2 separate regions of the Mus musculus genome follow, and region 2 is linked to region 1. Evidence: chromatin contacts called from public HiChIP or PLAC-seq data. All regions are on one chromosome and are shown on one strand. Each heading gives the region's core, a stretch centred on a gene start, on an enhancer-like site or on the middle of the called end of the contact. The rest is flanking DNA. Distances are from core to core; before and after follow the strand shown. Region 1 overlaps Prkce (protein kinase C, epsilon). Region 2 has its middle 15 kb from the start of Gm52297.

Region 1 (5,789 bases), core at 2,078-4,577:
CACCACCCTTGGGATTACCCACTGGCCGTTTTTTTGTGATGACTGTGATGCAGATGAGGGAGAAGAGCCCCAGACAGCAACGTCAGGAGAGGCAACATGTAGATTCTGACCCAACCTAGGACTATTTTCTCGGTTTGAAGTGGGAAAAGATCTGATGAACTGCTGCTTGGCTCACTGATCTAGAGGAAGCCTTAGGGAATCAATCACAGAGCTGTAGACAAAGCTGGCGGGGGGCGGGGTAGCTTCTGCTTCTTCTCTCCTGGGAGGACACAAGTGTCTAGGATGTAGTGGCCATGGCCGATTACACAATGCACCCGGTGGCCTCACAACCCATCCAGCTCTCGACCCTGGCACTCGCTGGGCAAGGGTGGAAGGAGTTGCCAATCCAGGTCATTGTTTGCTCAAACCAGAGTTCGGCCAAAGCTGCCAGGCAGTGGGGATTTTAATTCCCAGAAATCCAACTTGGAGACAAGAGGCATTAGGGGGCAGGGGGAGGGGGAGGGATGGTTACAGATGAAAACATCTAGTAAAGATGTTCAGAAAGACTGCTCGCTATAGCAATGGAATCCGTCTGTCCTTCTAGATGTCCCTAACTCCGTGGGTTAGGTCACACCGAATAACCCTGCAACCACTTAAAACGATAAGCTCAAATAAAAGTGTGCTCTCCATGTATCTGCACTTGGTTTCCTTTTGGCCAGAAGAATCTTCTGCCTCAGCAGGAGCCTCTTACGTCACTCAGGGATGAGCCTCTCCGTGTACCTTGTTTAAACAGCAACATGGCTTAGCCAATACAGCACAGAGCGTCCCACTGCCTGGTTGAAAAGAATACATCTTTAAGGTCCCCGGGATTGGAGGAGGCCAGCCCTCACTCATGGGGTCTTTGCAGAGATAAGCCAATCCGAGAGGCAGTTCGCCCTTGACTGTTTGCCCTTACGCCTGTCCCTTGTGGCATTCTCAAGCACTTGTGTCTGGCCTGGGCCACCGGCCTGCCTCTCGTACCTGCCTGCTTAAGGCAGCATCTGAATTATTTTTGAAGCAAACAAGCAAGAGTTGTTGAATGTTCAGAATGCCGGTGACGGTGCGTCTGGTTAATATACGAGGTCTCCTTATCGCTTTCCGCTCAGGGTTGGACATTTGCAACCTTACCATCTAAAGGGAGCAAACATTCGGAGTGAATAAACTGAATGGTAGTCACTCTGTGTTCCGTTCATTTCTTTGTTTGCTTTTGTTTTGAGACAGAGTTTCACTATATAACCCTTAGTGGTCTGGAACTTGCTTTGTAGACCAGACTGGCTTCAAACTGACAAGAGATTTCCCTGCTCTGCCTCCTGAGTGCTGGGATTAAATGCATGTGCCACCACCCCAACCACCAGCATATTCTATATTTTATTAATGAATATGAGAACATTTCTTGGGCTCAGAATTATTCACTATTGGAAGTTGAGAGAAGGGCCATTTGGTCCAACATATATTTTCTCTGAAGGACATAGTGGTTTATTACAGAAATGTATTTCCAGTCCCCTTAGAACTGAAGTTAACAAAATGGATAACCAGTGTAGGCCCTCCTGCTCCAGTCATGATGTGTGAAGTCACACAGGCTGGCCTCTTCATGAGCTTTGTGTGAACAGCCCAGGAGCCTGCTATACTGGAATATCATTGCTGCTCACAAATACGTCATGACACCCACTGTAGATGAGGCTTGAAGTGGGTCTCAGAGTCACCATGGCCCAGGTGACCACACAGTCACTGTGACTGAGAGACTTTTGGAGGGAGACAGGAAAGCCACTATGATCAGTGGTGCCCTCTCATGCTAGGCACACAAAGATGGCTTTGCCTCCCAGGTCCCTGAAGGCCACTGTGGCAGAGGATTCAGAGCCAGAAGACCTTGGGCTCACCAGGGTCCCTCTACCCTCTCACTGGTGTCTACCTGGTGTTCATCCCCGGGACCCAAGGATTCACGGATGAACCTGTCAGTCTTACAGTCAGACAGAAGGTCTGCTTGTTTGTTTCTGTAATGGTTTGCTCTTCATTCTGTTTTTTTGTTTGTTTGTTTGTTTTGTTGTTGTTTGTTTGGTTTTTTTGTTTTTTGTTTTTGAAAAATTAGTTTGTTTTATTGTCTCTGATTCCTCCCTGGCCAATGTTGTGGTTAGCCCAGTGTCCCAGAGAGGCCCTTTCAGTCAGTTTATGGAAACTGAGTCCTTCCTTAAAATGGTTCCTGTAGACGGGCTGGAGTGGAGCTCAGTACTGGAGCCTGTGCTTAGTGTGGACAGGGGCCTGGGCTTAGCTCTGAGGATGGGGGGGGGGGGTAGCTCAATGGGACAGCACCTGTCCAGCATGCCTGAACACCGGGGTCTGATACCCAGAATGACAAAGAAAAAAATGCATGCTAGAGAAAATTTCAGTGCCTCCTTGGCACCTAATCGGGGCTGCCACCTGGTCACCTCAGCACAGGGCTGGCAGTCCTGAGTGTCCTGTTGGCACCTTGCCCCCATTCACTCTTCAGTTAAATACTCCTTGCTAGGAGTACAGTGCTGTTGAGGGCTGGGGACGTGAGTCGAGCCAGCTAGACGAAGGCTCCTGCTGAAGACAAGATGGAAGGCAGGGCTGAGAGCCAGGGAGTGTGCTGTGGTCTCCCTGTGGGTCTTCCTGGCACATGGATGGGCTTGCTCCATCCAGTCAGTCTCTTCCTGCAAGCCACGGGCCGTGTGTCATGAGCGTCCCGCTAGATTGCTAAAGCTGTGCTTGGGAATTAGAAACAGGACACAAACTGAGGACTAAGCAGTAAACGGGAAAGCCGGAAAGGATGCTGCCTGGGGTTCTCTGAGACCCACAGCAATGCTCTCCTTACTGGCAGATTGCATTTCCCCTCCCACTCCTGACCATAGGTCCTTTCATTTCCTGTATCCTTTTCACTAAATTGAAGGATTAATGTACATGTTATGCACTTAAACAAAATGCATAGATATTCAAGCAGTTTCTCCATCTTACTAGATAGATTCTTAGCATTCACATTAAGAATGGCTAAAGGGGCCGGGCAGTGGTGGCTCACGCCTTTAATCCCAGCACTTGGGAGGTACAGGCAGGCAGATTTCTGAGTTCAAGGCCAGGCTGGTCTACAAAGTGAGTTCCAGGACAGCCAAGGCTACATAGATAAACCCTGTCTCGAAAAAGCAAAACAAACAAACAAACAAAACAAAAAACAAAACAAAACAAAAAAATGCCCAATGGAGAAAAGCGAACAATTTTCTCCCTACAGACCTTACCAAGTATCTTGCAGTTAACCATTTCAGCCACTAGGTGGCGAGAGTAGTTAGCAAGGCAAGTGGGTCTTTGTGACTCATCCAGGCAGGAAGAGGAGACTGGAGACCTAAAATAGTTTAACTGAGCGAGGTGACCAAACGGGTGCCGTTCTAGAAGGATACACTCTGAAGCTTCTGGTTTCCAGTATTGGCAAATATTTCCTTTCATATACAAAATTCTAAAGTTAGACAGGAAGAAAAATAAGAGTAGGACTAGCTCTCAAAAAGCAGAGCCGTAGAAGCTTGCCCTGTCTGGTCCTACTTTTGTCTGTTTGAAACGAAGACGCTGAAATAATTTCTGAGCTCATAAGCAGACTACAGTGTCTGCAGCTGCGCTCTAAACCCCACCCGGTGGGGACAGAGCTGTTTGGAGCTCTATGAAACAGGCCGAGTTTGTTTGTTTTTATTTTAAATAGAAGTAAACCGCGCTCCCAGGATAGAGAGCCCAGCTACCGTGCTACTCTGACCATCTTGAAAACTGACAAGAAAGAATTTGTCAAGTGTTTGGTCCGATTGAGGTCTCACTGTTTTCTTCTGGGTGATTCCTGTTCGGTAGGAACGGGAGCAGCGCTTTCCTATCAAACTCACGATAGGAACCCGGGGAGAGGGCGGGAGATACATTTGTAATGACTTCACAGAATTTCCCTTCCTCTGTGAATACCTGTCCCAGGCGTGGGTCCTCAGATTCTCCACTGGCTAATGACATTTTAGTGTCTATGGAAATCATTAACTTCCCTGAGAGACTCAGCCTCATTCCTTTGATAACTGAAGCTGCCTATATCGCAGCGATGCATTCCTCCGTACTCCGTACTCTTTGGTAGTCACCAGTTAATCAGATTTCCTTCTGCTGATACTTTCTTTAATAAGAGGTATTTGGTGATGACGGAGGGGCAGTTCTAGCAAACAAAGGGTTTAAACCCAGCCCCAGGGGCTCTGGTTACGGCAGCCCACACCCGATGCAGAGCCTGACTGAATGCTATCGCTTTTCTAGATTAGATAGAAGAATTAGGGAAACATTTTTTTAGGATACCTATGGTCTGGTTTTGGTGACAGTTCATACAGTGGGAACTAGAAAATGTTGCGCTGGCCTAATACTGATAACAGAAAGTATTTTAGAAGGCAGCACTCTATTTACAGTTTTAGTAGACTATCTTTTATTTATTTACTGTTCATATCATAAATGTAAACAACGTGTCACCCCACAAGCACCCTGACGCGCCCTCTCCCCCCACTTCATGTACCTTTTTAAAAGATTTGTTTATTTATGTTGTGTGTATGAGTGTTTTGCCTGCATGTATGACTGTGCTCTACATGTATGTATGGTCCCTGCAGAGGTCAGAATAGGGTGTGGGATTCCCTGGAAATGGAGTGGTTACAGATGCTTGTGAGTCACCTTGTGGGTTCTGGGATATGATCCCAAGCCCCCTGCAGTAGCTACAAGGGCTGCTAAGCACCAGCCGTCCCTTTAGTGCCTCTTCTGGCTCTGTTGCTCTTGTGATCCACCAAGCCAGGTTCTTTCTGTGGGATCCTTAGTGTGACACAATGCTCTCCTTCATCCTCGCACGTGTCTCTGTCATGGCCCAGGCTGTGGACATTGCCATTACCCATGAGTATGGGGGATAAGGGCTGGGCGGAGCCATTGCTGTTGCTACTGAGACCTTCAGCGGTACACGTCATTTGCAACCAGAATATGAAGGAGGGGGACGGTGACCTACTTTCCAAACTTGCAAGATCATGCTTGAATCTATGTGACCCTTAGACATTCTTGACCTTTCCAAATTTTTTATCTAAATTCTGCCCGATTTCAGAGCTGGGACTTGATGTTTTATGATAGCGATTCTTCAAATTGTTCCTATTCAATAGGTTTTTTTTTTAAATGGCAATCAGTAGTGGTGATATAGTCCTGAACGATACAGAATTAAGCAATAACCAGTGAGCTCTGTCTGTGGGGCCACCGGAGAGGCTCGGGTGGTGTGGCCAAGCCTGGATTCTATCCACACTGCCACACACTCCCCCCCCCCCCTAATTTTTAAAGGTGTCTATTAAGAAAGAAAAATGGGAGAGATGGCTGTTTGAACCCTGCACCTTAAAAGAATGCTGTCTATCTAGTATGCTTTGGTCATATGGAAGTGGTTATCTCTGAAAGTCCACTGAGAACCTTAGTCCAAAACAATAGTTTAGTCTGTCTTGTTTTCTCACATTCTTTTGAAATTCCTTATTTCCCAACAAGGGGGGAAGTAGGTGTCACTTAGGCGACCACTTTCTGAGACTCCCCGAACAGCACGCAGTCACCTCTCCTGTCCTCTTAGGCTCCTGGGTTGGAGGGTGAGCATCGCCCAGCTAGTGAAAGCTTTACCTAATTCTGTCCATCAGAAGGCGGGAAGGCCATCTGCGTGCGGGGACCACGCACTTCAGGGCATGCGTGCTGAAACTGTAACTACACTTCCGAGAAACGGCTTTTCAGATGTCAGCAGAATCCCTTTGCTTTGC
Region 2 (5,559 bases), core at 1,898-4,397, 150 kb after region 1:
TCCTTGTGCTCTTTAGGACATTCAAATATGTTTCATTTTTTCCCATCCTTTGTAACCATGGGTAATTCCACGTATATACACATTAACCTGCTTTGCCTTTTTAAGGTCTCCCAAGTTCTTTAAAAATTTTCTGTCTTACTTATTCACCCACTTATTCATTCATTCATTCATTCATTCATTCATTCATTCATTCAGAGTATCTGTGTGGGGTTGAGATCAGCTTGCAAAAGTCAATTTCTCCTTCCATCCTGTGGGTCCTGGGGCTTGAACTTAGATCATGAGATTTGGCGGCAAGTGCCTGTTCCCACTGAGCCGTCTTGCCAGCCCTTTAGCTCACTGTGCATTACTTCCCTTTCCGTTCATCTTTGTTTCCCTGTGGCCCTTTCTCTTCCTGGTCAGTGTCAGTTCATGATCACAGTCTCCATGGTTTCATCAGCATCGTCCAGCTCCTCGCTGTGTCTTCCCTGCATGCTTAGGCTTCGTCTTTGTAATTCTTTTGACGTAGAAACTATTGCTGTGTTGGGTGTGAATTTTTAAGAAACACTGAAATGCTTTCCTGAAACCTTCATCTTTTGCTGGGCAGTAGAGTATGTTCCCTGTGAGTGCTCTACAACGTAGCTGCTCTCTGCAGACCTACAGACCAGTACATTCCCGATCCAGCTCTTCATCAGGCAGGCTCATGGAGTTACGTTTGTGAATACTTCCTGTATACTGCTACCCTGAGGCCTTTTCATTGTTTTTAGCTTGTTGGGGTTTTTTACCTTCCTCCATACTTTACACTCCTCACTCAGCTCCTCCTTTCCTGGGATTTAAAAAATACAAACAAAGCAAAACAACAACAAAAAAACAAAACCACTGAGTTTTATGAATATGTCTTGTCTGTGGCTAGCCTGTTATTCAACCTCACAACGAGCAGACTGATGCGCTCTTGTGAGGAAAGTGTTCTTTTCTCCAACAGGTACCCACCAAAGCTCCACCTGGACCTGTCCTCATTGATTGCAACTTTGTTTGGTGTCTGTCTTAGTTAGGGTTTTACTGCTATGAACGTGGCAAATCTTCTAAGGACAACATTTAATTGGGACCGGCTTACAGGTTCAGAGGTTCAATCCATTATCATCATGGTGGGAAGTATGGCAGCGTGCAGGCAGGCATGGTGATAAAGGAGCTAAGAGTTCTACCTTTTTATCTGAAGGCTGCTAGGAGACTGACTCCCACGTGGTTAGGAGGAGGGTCTCATTACCCACCCCCACAGTGACACACTTCCTCCAACAAGGCCACACCTACACCAACAAGGCCACACTACCACGTAAGTGCCACTTCCTGGGCCGATCATATTCAAACCACCACTGTGACCATATGTCCGAATGCCCGCCATCAGTCTCACTGAAGAATCCAGGTTTCTCTATCAAAGGTCACTCGTTTTCTAAATACATCTACGTCTGAAAAATACAGTCTGTTGTCTTATTTCTTTCCTCCTCATTCTCAGATCCTGCGTTCTCTAGGAACAGCACACACATTCGCCTTTTCTTAGCAGCCTAAGTAGTAGACTCTTCCTTTGACAATTGGGGAACCATTAACTACTGGTGTGTGCTAAGAAGCTTTTAGAATACTGCTTTTCTTCATGGCTGCTCTCACTGGCCTGTGCTGAAGCCCACCATCAGTGATCATCTAACCACTGGCCCTTCGTATTGTTATTGTATGAATCATACTCATTTAGGGTTTCTTGTCTGCTAATCCCATTGTCTACACCATCCTATGTCTACCTACTGATCCATTCAAAAATCTCTTCATCGGTGTCCTCTTTCCCCCTCCCCCCTTTTTCTTGAATGGTCACTAAAACTTCAGGGCAGGCTGGACATCATTAGAGGCTGGATAATGCTTGGGTAGCAAACTGCAGCATTCAAGTCAGAATTGCGGGCTGCCTTTAAGACAAAGTTACACTGGAATATAGCCATAATGTTCGTTTCCACATGCCAGTGGCTTGTCTGCTCTCTTGGCAGAGTTTAATCATTCTCACAGAGCCACACAAAGAACGAAATATGTACTGCTTGATTCCTTATAGAAATACTTATCAACCCTTGGACAACGTGTGCGGAGTCTTAGTTGGGTTCCCCCCCTCATTTTCCCCTATTATTATGTTATATCCTTTTTATCTTTGTATCTTCAGTACTACCAGACTTCCCAATGTCTAGCAGGCATTTTGTTAGGTCAAATCAATAAAAGAAATCATCATTTGCGCATCCGAGTCACCCTTTCCTGTGATGAGCTGCTCCTGGCTAAACACGAGGATCTAAATCTAGGATCCGTAATGCGTTAAAGAGTTGGCCCTACAACAAGTTAGGAACAGTATGTCAGATAGGCTTGATTTATAAATAGGACTTAGGGGAGCAAGTTCCACGTCAGCAAAAAGAGGAACTCTATCAGGTAAACTGGTTGGATAATCCCAGCTTCAGTGTTCTACAGGGAAGGGGTGTTCCTCCAAATTGACAGTGTCAGCCATAACACAGGCCCTCCAGGTTCTATTAAATCTGAGTACAGCAGCTGCCTCCTCACTGCTCAGCTTGCAGTCAAGACCTAACAGGTTTCAACTATACCTGTGTTGTCACAGCTTTGGGGATTTCTGCTACCTTCCTCTAGTTATGGAACTACATCAGAGCCTGAGCTTTGCAAGGGTCTCTTCAAGTTTGGGTTCCCCACTACTGAAAGGTCCTCTGGATAGCACTGATGTCCACAGAGAGAGCCCAGGAATCCTTAGGCAGTGACAGTGACATCATTGGAGGAGCCACACTGGGTTCATTTGTCCGGGAGAGAGATGGAAAATACTCAACCTAGTCACTGGTTGGTATCTTAGTCCATGCTTGTTCACGAGCCTTTTAGCCAAACATTTGAGCAGCAAGGGTTTCTCCCAACCAACTCATCTACCACCTCTCCTCCATGAGCTTCCAGGAATCTGCAAGTGTTGGTCTACCAGTGAGATGTTCCTTTATCATCTTTGAGGAATAAGCCCCTTCCAAGGTCTTTGTAGCAAGTAAATATGATAGATGTCAGTTTCAGAGCCTTGGAGGACTTAAGATAGGCTTGTCTTAGTAGTTTTATGTCAGAGTAGGTGAAGCCTGGCATGCTGAGGGAAGAGGTCCTTCCTCTTTTACATCCTACCCTGGACTTCCTCTTTCCTGGCTTTTCCAACCCCATCCTCACTCCAGTTGTGTGCACAGTCAGGGTCGGGTGGCCTCTGTAACTGCCAGCTGCTCAGTCGTACAAGAAGTATCGTGGCTCCTTGAAGCCATCCACGGTTGGTGCAGAAACAGTTCTGGGTGAGCAGGTAAACACCTGTTTGTTTTTTCCTTAAGATTTATATTACAAATTAATACCCACTGGGTGATGATAATACATGCCTTTAATTCCAGCACTCGGAAGGCAGAGGCAGGTGATCTCTGAGTTCAGGGCTAGCCTGGTCTACAAAGTGAATTTCAAAGCAGCCAGGGTTACACAGAGAACCCTTGTCTTTAAAAACTAAAAGAAGAAGAAAAAAGAAAAGAAAAGAAAAGAAAAGAAAAGAAAGAAAAGAAAAGAAAAGAAAGAGACTTACATCCTTGTACTATTTAATATCCAATCTAAAAAAGAAAAAGGTTTTTTTTCAAAATTGTGTGTTCAATCTGATACCACTTTATAATCTTTTATTTAATTTTATTTTTGTTTTATATGTACCAGTGGTTTGTCTGTATGTATGACTATGCACTACATGTGTCCATAGCTGGTGAGTCCAGAAGAGTTTCTCAGATCCCCTGGACTGGAATAAAAACCAGTAGTGAGTGCTTTCATACTTGTGCTGAGAATTGGACCCTGTTCTCTAGAAGAGCAGCCAGTGCCCTTAACAGCTGAGACATCTCTCCAGCCCCTGTCTTAGTTAAGAGTTTTACTGCTGTGAACAGGCACCATAACTAAGGCAACTCTGTTAAGGACAACATTTAATTGGGACTGGCCTACATGTTCAGAGGTTCAGTCCATTATCATCAAGGCGGGAGTATGGCAGCATCCTGGCAGGCATGGTGCAGGAGGAACTGAGAGTTCTAAACATTCATCTGAAGGCTACTATGGGAAGAGTGGCTTTCAGGCAGCTAGGATGAGGGTCTTAAAGCCCATGCCCACAGTGGCACACCTATTGCAACAAGACCATACCTACTCCAACAAGGCCATACCTCCAAATAGTACCACTGCCTGGCATATTCAAACCACCACAAGCCCTGTAATTTATAATCTTAGAGAAGATGATTTTTTAAAAAGAATGAGGAAACTTTCAGGAGAGCAGAATGAAGGGAGATTGAAATAGTGAGGAAGTACAAAGATTATGAAATTAAAGGACTAGGGCCAGATGATTCACGATTCAATATTTGGGAGGCTACAGAAGAAAATGTTCTACATGAGAAGTTATTAGATTCCAGATTACAGGGTTCTTCAGGTTTCAAACACAGTGGGTAAAACAGACCCTCACCCAGTGTATGTGACTGTAAATTTTCAGAACACTTAAAACTAAAAAGGGGAATTCACAAGGTTCTAAGAAGCAACACAAAGAATGTTGTGTGTAAGCATGTAGAATGATCACGGTACTATGTTTCTCAACAGCAAGACTATATAACATGTAATGCCATAGATAATGAGTCATGAACACAATCTAACAAAGTAGTTGAAAAGTCTAAGGAAAGAAATGATTTAAACCTATAATTTTATCCCCAAAAAGGATCATTTATTAAATGTTAATTTAAAAAAATAGAAACAAAGTTGGAAAACTTCTTTCCCAGAAATCCTGGGGAAACAGGGTCCAGGTAGTAAAGAATTCAATCCAAGAAAGAGAAAAAAAGCCACGAGAATGACAGAGAGAAGATTGCCCAATACAAGAGCCATGTGCCAAGTACAGAGGTCAAAGAGAGAGACCTGGACAAGGTCAGGAGAGTCTGAAGGCAGGTCCCTGCAGAGACTCCGTGGAGGGAAAACCTGATGGACCCGAACACATGGAGAAGAGACTTACACAGCCCAGGCTGGGGTCTGAAGCTGAATCAGTGTCAAGTCTTCTGTAAAGCTGAGAGGAAAGCCCCTCTCTGAAGCATAACCCCTGGAGCTAGCATGTACATCATACCATGCTGATGCACTGAGGAAACACCTCCTAGAGTGAGCACCCCGAAGTCTCTGCAGCCGGCTGCCTTTATCAAGCAGTGATTGGGGTTCCTGGGAGATGAGTTGCTAATTTTTGTAGTAAGCCTTATGAAACTACACCATTCTACATATATTCATATAACTCTCCATGCCGATAAAGCTAAAACTTAACAAGACAAGAGCCTAGCATAAGTGTCGTCAGAGTGACTTCACCCAACAACTGATGGAAACAGATGCAGAGATCTACAGTTAAACATTAAGTAGAATTTGGGAATCCTGTGGAAGGGACAGAGGAAGAATTGAAGGAACCAGAGAGGTCAAGGAAACGGGGCCCATAGGGGCTCACAGAGACTGAACCGCCAACCAGAGAGCATCCATTGGACGGACCTAGGCCCTCTGCACATGTGT

The links. HiChIP or PLAC-seq counts read pairs in DNA pulled down with a chosen protein or histone mark.
Region 2: an H3K4me3 HiChIP or PLAC-seq map of bone marrow-derived macrophages shows a contact between it and region 1, with 4 times the contacts expected there. The contact joins two enhancer-like sites. A contact is called at or near these places in 4 of 39 promoter capture datasets (the 3T3-L1 cell line, 3T3-L1-derived adipocytes, liver and 1 more), 3 of 484 Hi-C or Micro-C datasets (liver, nephron progenitors and uterus) and 4 of 115 datasets of contacts at active chromatin or transcription factors (bone marrow-derived macrophages, embryonic stem cells, extraembryonic endoderm stem cells and 1 more).

The regions. Positions count from the first base shown.
Region 1 is chr17:86,532,699-86,538,487 of GRCm38.p6, forward strand. The region is part of intron 10 of Prkce (protein kinase C, epsilon); the gene reads left to right. Among named protein-coding and RNA genes, the nearest start is that of Gm30284, 91 kb to the left of the region's middle. Within about 2 kb of position 3,328, at least 124 of the 459 cell types and tissues checked have an H3K27ac peak or open chromatin away from gene starts, as enhancers often do. A contact at or near this core is called in bone marrow-derived macrophages, where this site is marked.
Region 2 is chr17:86,682,299-86,687,857 of GRCm38.p6, forward strand. It overlaps the pseudogene Gm18832. Among named protein-coding and RNA genes, the nearest start is that of Gm52297, 15 kb to the left of the region's middle. Within about 2 kb of position 3,148, at least 4 of the 459 cell types and tissues checked have an H3K27ac peak or open chromatin away from gene starts, as enhancers often do. A contact at or near this core is called in bone marrow-derived macrophages, where this site is marked.